Linked DNA regions of Mus musculus: region 1 is linked to region 2. Evidence: chromatin contacts called from public Hi-C data. All regions are on one chromosome and are shown on one strand. Each heading gives the region's core, a stretch centred on a gene start, on an enhancer-like site or on the middle of the called end of the contact. The rest is flanking DNA. Distances are from core to core; before and after follow the strand shown.

Evidence for each region. A called contact is a pair of places that touch in the nucleus more often than the background predicts.
Region 1: a Hi-C map of olfactory sensory neurons shows a contact between it and region 2, with 2.9 times the contacts expected there. The contact joins the promoter of Ccdc115 here to the promoter of Rab23 in region 2. A contact is called at or near these places in 1 of 484 Hi-C or Micro-C datasets (olfactory sensory neurons) and 1 of 115 datasets of contacts at active chromatin or transcription factors (memory CD8 T cells).

What each region holds. Positions count from the first base shown.
Region 1 is chr1:34,437,549-34,441,454 of GRCm38.p6, reverse strand. It overlaps Ccdc115 (coiled-coil domain containing 115), which reads left to right and starts at 1,783. Exons shown (of 5, transcript NM_027159.2): 1 at 1,783-2,227; 2 at 2,309-2,412; 3 at 2,523-2,605; 4 at 3,597-3,728; 5 at 3,845-3,906. The coding sequence starts at 2,117. Imp4 (IMP4, U3 small nucleolar ribonucleoprotein) reads right to left here and starts at 1,626. Exons shown (of 9, transcript NM_178601.3): 1 at 1,528-1,626; 2 at 1,306-1,414. The coding sequence starts at 1,530.
Region 2 is chr1:33,718,539-33,722,226 of GRCm38.p6, reverse strand. It overlaps Rab23 (RAB23, member RAS oncogene family), which reads right to left and starts at 2,331. Exons shown (of 8, transcript NM_008999.4): 1 at 2,054-2,331; 2 at 528-619. Gm32229 (predicted gene, 32229) reads left to right here and starts at 2,381. Exons shown (of 4, transcript NR_157041.1): 1 at 2,381-2,447.

The DNA of each region.
Region 1 (3,906 bases), core at 534-3,033, 720 kb before region 2:
ATTTTTCTGTGTATGTGTTCCTGCCTGAGTTCACATGTGTTCAGGTAGCTGCTAAGGCCAGAGGACACTGGATCCCTGGGGTTACAGACAGTTGTGAGTCACTCTATATGGGTAGTAGGGAATGAATTTGGGTCCTCTCAAAGAGCAGGAAGTGCTCTGAATCCTTGAGCCATTTTTTTAAAACTTTTTTTTTAAGTTATGGTAATGGGTCACAGATACTTAACATTATGCTTATATAGCCCAGGCTGATCTGAAACTCATGCAGCCAAAGCAAGCCTTGAACTCCTGATCCTCTAGCCTCCACCTTACCAGTGTTGGGACATAGGCCCCCAGGCACAGTTGAGTCAGGCTGGGGACAGAATCCAGAGCCTCCTTCATGTTAGGAAGCACTCTCTAACAACTGTGGTACAATCCCAGCCCTAACATTATGCTTCTTAACTCAAAAAAACGTTACATGACACACATATACTTTATAGTCCTAAATTACAGGAACGGAATTTAATTACTGGCACCAGGGATATTGTACTATCAATCAGGCGGGAGACATGAAGTTCCTTAGATACAAAAGCAAAATAGGGATAAATAGAACATTTCCAATTAAGCTCTGTGATAGAGGATCTTCATTTATTAGGGCAAATGAAAATGTGAATTAATGTAAGGCAAAGTTTTAAACTAACCTGTAAAACGAATGTCAAATTCTAAATGGAAGAAGAATTAAAATGCAAGACAATTATAACAATCAATAACAGGTTTTTCTAATTTTGTTTTGAAGAAGACAACAAAAACAAATACCAAGGATTCTTGCAGACCCATTCCCTAAGATGGGAATCAATTAGATGAGGCAAAGGTTTTTTGTTGGTTTGTTGCTTGATTTGGTTTGGTTTTTGGTTTTTCGAGACAGGGATTCTCTGTTTTAGCTCTGGCTGTACTGGAACTCATTATGTAGACCAGGCTGGCTTCGAACTCGGGGATCGGCCTGTCTCTGCCTCTCGAGGGCTGGGATTGAAACCGTGCGCCGCCGCCACCCGACAGAGGCAATGTTTTAAAACTAAATAAAAACTAGATATTCTGTAAGCAAAACTGGCAATCAACCTGTAGACATGGGCAACTGTAGCATAAACGGCCATACTATCACATGGTGGGATCATTCAGAAACCAGTGAGCAGTGAGGTCCTACCTAACGAGCAGAGAAAGGAAAGATGACCAGCCACCCTGATACAAATACATTAAGTTCAAATGCGTTTACACCTCCGTGTAGTATGCTCGAGCAAGGACTTGTAACCCACCAGCACAGGGAGGCCTTACCTTCTAGAGCACGCTTGACTCGCTCCTTCTTCTCCTGAACGGATCGCTGCGCCTCCTCCCGGGCTTTGCGGTACAGGTACTCGCGGCGCAGGCGAGCCTCCCGACGGAGCTAGAGAACACACAGGGTCACCATCCACTTCGGAGCACCGAGGACCACAACTCAGCCCTCCCGTAGTCCCCTTCTTTCCCGCTAAACCAGAACAGGAAATCAAAACATCCTACCATGATGAGCGCCGCTCCCTCACGAGTCCCAACTCTTCTGGCGCTGCTGGCACCACGCAGTGATCACTTCCGCCCTCAACCAAAAAGGCCTTTAGAGGCTTCACTCGATTCCACTGCCGGTCAGAGTGCCCCATCTTAAGATGGCGAATGGAGGAGGGCGTCGCAAGGTGATTGGTCAGACGGGCAACCAATTAATTACCCGGATTTGGGATGTCACGTGGTCTAAGACCGTCCTGATTAGTTAGTCCGTCTGCGGCTTCACCGGTGCTTGAGCTGGTCAGGCAGCAGGCTAGCGAAGAGTAAAAGCAGGAACTGTGCGCATGGCTTCCTAGATTCAAGTTAAGGTCCGACTTTTGGTAGCCATCGGATTCGAGAAGTATCCCGCTCCAGGCGCTAATCCGCGTCCTGGCTGGTGACAGGGATCACCCGGAAGTTGAAGCCTTTGACTTCCGGGTCACGATTAGTACTGCCCCCCTAAGGGCGGATCTTGAGCGCTTATTGGCTGTCATGCACATGGCCGCGCAGTGATTCGGCGGCTTGGAAGGAAGTGGCTCCGCCCATCCGCGCGTGTCCCAAGACTGGCTGGGCCATGGCGGTCCAGGCTCTGCGAGAGGAGTTGGACTCCAAGTGCCTACAGCTGCTCAGTGACCTGGAGGAACTGGAGGCGAAGCGGGCGGCGCTGAACGCCAGGGTGGAGGAGGTGGGCCACGGGGAATGGAAGGAGGGATAGAAAGCGGGCACAGGGAGGGAAAACAGTCTCAAGTCTCTCCTGTCTCCCCAGGGTTGGCTCTCACTTGCCAAGGCTCGCTATGCCATGGGAGCCAAGTCGGTAGGACCCCTGCAGTATGCCTCGCGTATGGAGCCTCAGGTCTGCGTGCGTGCCAGGTGAGCGCCCCCCCCCCCCCCCCCCCTTGGAGAGTGGATGGGCAGGACCTAGGCCGGCGCGGCCAGAGATCCAACTTCCCTTTTTTTTTTTTTTTTTTTTTTTTTCCCAGCGAGGCCCAGGATGGACCCCAGACCTTCAGGGTGATCAAAGCTGACGCCCAGACCCCCGAGGAAGTGGGGCCTAGCGAAGCATGTAAGTCTCCTTTCCACCTGTCAGCCCTTACTCAGCGCTAAAGACAAAACTCATTGAACATTTAAGGAAATTGCTTCATTCGGAATCTGATTAATGGAGAGCGTCTGAGCTGGAGAGTTGAATGTCTGGGGGGCGGGGGTGTGGGAGGGTGGGGTTCTTATACTTTGATAGGTAGGGTTCAAGTAACAGGATAGGAGAGCCGCCCGAGGAGGTCTAAGGGAATGGGGTGTATTCCAAGCCTCCTTGACATAACATGGTTGGGTAAGAGGGTTAAAGGAATGTTGGCGTTTAAGCTGATTGGTTCACAGCATCTGGTCAAACCACAAGGAGGGACCACACATCTAAAAGGTGCATCTTCACCTGGGAACGAATCATGTTTTCTTAGCCCACCCCATTATTATCGACTGACCACAGCTATTACGTCTGTTTTGCAACTGCCAAGAATATTTCGGATTTTTGTTTGTTTGGTTGTTTTTTGCTTTTCATTTCGTTTTGTTTTTTGTTTTTTTCAGAACTCAAGGGTGGGAGCCAAGTCATTGTGAGGGCAGGTTAGCTTAAAATGGAGTCTGAGAACAAAATGGAGTTTGCTCTGGTACTTTAATCTCTACACAGTTAAAGGTGGACTCTTTTATAGTGGGATGAGTTTTGCATTCAAAGGAGCTCAACAGAACAGAAAATGTATATCCCTATATCTAGATGTTCCTTGGAAATAAACCTCCAATCCCAGTTAATCACTCCTGAAACAGCTTGGGGACATTTCATCACTTTTAGGTAAATTGGCAAAGTCAGTCGTAGTCTTGTTCTGGGTAAACAGAATTGTCTGTCCTGGAAGTCAGAATAGACAGAGTCAACTGGATTACAAAGGGGGGAGTGTTACTATTTCCAGACACAGGAGAAGGTTGGGGAAATAGCTAACCTCCAGTGTTTCTCAGAATCATGAACTTGGACTAAGCTCATTGTGGTCATGAGGACTGTATGGCCTTTCTTTCAGCTCTGCGCAGGCGCAAGGGCCCCACCAAGACCAAAGAGTTAGGATCTGCTGTAGTTCCTCAAGATCCCTTGAACTGGTTTGGAATTTTGGTTCCTCACAGTCTGCGGCAGGCCCAAGCCAGCTTCCGGGATGGTGAGTTTTAGGACTATTGTACTGGCTAGGGAGGCCTAACACCCCTGCAGTCTTAGGGGTTGGGGGGGCGGCACTCCATGGATCTTACCATGATGACATTCCTCTTCTCTCACCAGGCCTACAGCTGGCTGCAGATATAGCCAGTCTCCAGACTCGCATCAACTGGGGTCAGAGTCAG
Region 2 (3,688 bases), core at 1,082-3,581:
GGCTCTCTACCAGAGCAGCTGCAGGCTGGACCTCCTTCCTGGAAACCCTCCTTTCGCAGGTGTCAAAGGGCATCGCAGTCTTAAGGCTCTTCCTTCCGCGGTCACAGGAGCCTCCCCATAAGCCTGTTGTGCTGCTAACGCTATCTTGGCATTTGCTTCTTTAACAGTCCAAATGGATACTCTCGCTCATGAAGTTTTATAGTCACGTAAATGTTAGAGACTCTGGACTGTGCCTAATGTTGGAACCCAGGAGAACTTCAAAGAACTTGGATCCTGTGCTCAGAGAAGATGATTTCAATGCTCTAGGATGAAACCAAGACTTCAACCACCAGCCTCTTATAACCCTGAAGCTCAGGAGCAAATCTAAATCTAGCAAGAGTGGTGGAGAATGCTGTTATTCAGGGTCTCACATGACGGACTGAGGCCAGAGAGCACCTGGGAGCTCCAGACCAGTGTGGGCTACACAGTGAAATGCCATCTCAGAAAAAAACAGAAAAACAATAACAATACAAACCTACACTCCTTACCAAGATCTGACCGTGTTCATCCAGCTTGTGTTTCACACTGGCTCAGTTTTGGGAAGTCGACTTCCTCTTCTCAATCTAAACAATTCTTCACCCTACAATTAACGTTCAAAAACAAAACAAAACAAAAAACCCTCAATAGTATCAACAACAAAATAAGCCATCTCCCCAGACCTATAACAACTCAATTCATAATCATATAAAACTGAAAACTCCCCAAATGCCCTTCAGTGGGCGGATAATATAATTGGCTATGTTTAGCACATCTACCTAATTAAACAGGGAGTAGAAGGAGAAAAGGGCTATCCACACAGGAAACTGTGGAACAGATAATGTGGCTTAATTGGTACACTGTTTGTCTAGCTCCACAAGGCCCCGGACGCCATGCCTAGCAGCCCGCGGCGCACACACACACACACACACACACACACCTGGCATGACGGCACATGTCTGTCATCCCAGCACTAGGGAGGTAGAGGCAGAAGAATCCTAAGGTCATGATTATCCTTGCTACTGGAGCAAGTCTGAGGCTAGCCTGGACCACCTGAGATCTTGTCTCAAAAAGATATGAAGAGCCTGTCCCCCCAATAACCAACAGGGCCGCATCTTGAATCTCAAAGGTGTTTATATATAGTCATGGAAGACAGTTATCAACATCTCAAACTGTTACACTAAAATGGCATTCTGAAAACAGTGATTTCTAGGAATCAGGAATAAGAGGTAAGATATAAAGAGACAACATGAGGTTTTAACAGGTAGCAGGACTGGTTTCATATCCTGACCAGATATATGAATCTAAAACTCTCCAAATGGTTATTTGGGTTTTTTTTTTTACCATATGGAAGTTAAAAAATAAAATTTAAACAAAGATGTGAAAGCAGATCGTAGCGTCGGGAATTACTGTTAAGATTCTCAGAAACTAGTTACAACACTGCATCCCAGCCTTCAGGGGGAAGAGGCTCTGAGTTTGAGGCCAGCCTGTCTACACAAGTTCCAAGCCAGCCATGCCATCACAGGGAGAGCCTATCCCAAATCACACATGCTTTTAAGAAAAAAAAAATGCAAAAAATAAGTATGTTCTTTGAAAAGCACAATGCTACATATAATTAAAAACCGACAGTAATTATCAATGTCCTCTCTTCTCGGTTTCAAATCCCTTGGCAACCAATGCAGACTCTCGCGTAGGCAAAGGAAAGGATGGGTCAACTTGCTAAAGAAAGGCTTGCCGGGTTTGTTTTTTCCTACAGCAACCCGCCCGTTACAGAAGGCACTGGGATCGTCCCAGGCGGAGTCGCGCAGCCCTGTGCGTCCCGCGCCGCGCCGCACCCGCATCAAGTTCTCCCACTCTCGGGTTCCCGCTCCTGGGAAGCCACGGCGGTTGGTGAGCGAGCCGCGGCCGGGGTCGTCGGCGCGGAGCGGTCCCCACGAGGACGCGAGAGCAGAGCGCCGCCCGCAGCCGCCGTCCGCGCCCACAGCGACATCCCGGCGGCACCGCAGCCCCGAGCCGAGGCCGCGCAGGCCGCACTCACCTCTGCCCGCAGCCCGGAACCCTCAGCGCGGAGCCCGCAGCCCGGAACGCACAACCCGCAGCGCTGAGCCCGGAACGCACAGTCCGCAACACCGAGCCCGGAACGCACAGCCCGCAGCACCGAGCCCGGCTCCTCCCCGCGGACGCCTCGTACCCGCTCCGCTCTTTCAGAACGATTATGAGTCTCTAGCGAACTTTATTAGTATCCGGGTTCACCGAGCTACTCCTTGCCGACGCCGCCGGGGATGGAGGGCGCGCCGGACTCCCGCCCGCCGCGCTGAGGAGCATGCGCCACCTGGTCTGCGCATGCTCAGCACCGGCCCCGCCCTGCGCTGGCAGGGAAGGCGCGGGCTGGGTTTGCACAGCATCAGGCCTTGGTACCCAAGGAGACCAAGGTGAGCAGGATGTGCTAACCTACTGAAGGTGTGCCTTGTTTCCCTACACAGGGTCAGGTATCCGGGGGCCTCAGAAGTCTGTCACCACCTGAGACTCACGTGGTAGCACTGAAGTGTGAAAAAAAAAGTGATGAATGAAGACAAATAATTTGTTTGCAGGGTATGACTGAACAAAATAGAAGACCGTGATGGCTAACAACTCAGAAAACTAACCCACAAATTTAAAAAGGTCCTGCAAAAAAGCAAACTCGCTTCAAACGCGGCGTGGAAACACACGTGTGTGATCCTAGTACTTGGAAAGATGGTGTGGCATGAAGATCAGGATTTCAAGGCCAGCCTGAACTACAATAAACTATGTCTCAAAATACATAAACGTTGGTTGTTTCTGTATGCATCAAAATAAAACAGGGGAGGGTGATATAAAATACCAAGTGTTGAAAAGAATGTGAATTAGCTGAATTTGTGTGCTGGAGCAACTCCTTTGAACGAGAAGGAGAGTTTGTTACATTTGTGCACCCTGTGATCCACCCATTCCTTGGTCACACAGCTGATAGGAACTGTCCTTATGATATACAGGCAAACAGATGTCAGGACACCCATAGCTGCATCTGTCCTAATACTCTCCAAATGGAAATAACCCAAAAGATGTCAATGAACTAATACCTCTCCGTTGTGTAATGGAACCACTACACAGCCATGAAAAGGAGCCTCTGCAGCTGTAAGCATTAACAACACACAATGACAGAAGCTTAAGGTTAAAACAAAGTGCTGTACACAAAAGCACACACTGCATGCCAAACCCATTGTTTTCTCCTTCCTTTTTAGTTTGGGGTTTGTTTTTTTGTTTTTGTTTGGCTTGGCGTTTGGTTTTTGTTTTTCAAGGCAAAGTCTGGTTATTTATCCAAGACTGGCCAAGTGCAGCTAAGGCTGAATTTCAACTCACCACCCTGCTGTGTCAATCTCTTCAGTGCTGAAATTACAAGGCTGTGTCATCATGCCAAGCGTTCAGTTCATTTCCGTTGTTGCTCAAAACTCTTGACACTGAAAGTTCTCTGAGTGGAGCTGGAGAGATGGCTCAGTGGTTAAGAGTACTGACTCTTCTTCCAGAAGTCCTGAGTTCAATTCCCAGCAACCACGTGGTGGCTCACAACCATCTGTAATGGGATCTGAAACTCTCTTCTGGTGTGTCTGAAGACAGTGACAGTGTACTCTCACACATAAAATAAATCTTTTTTTTTTTT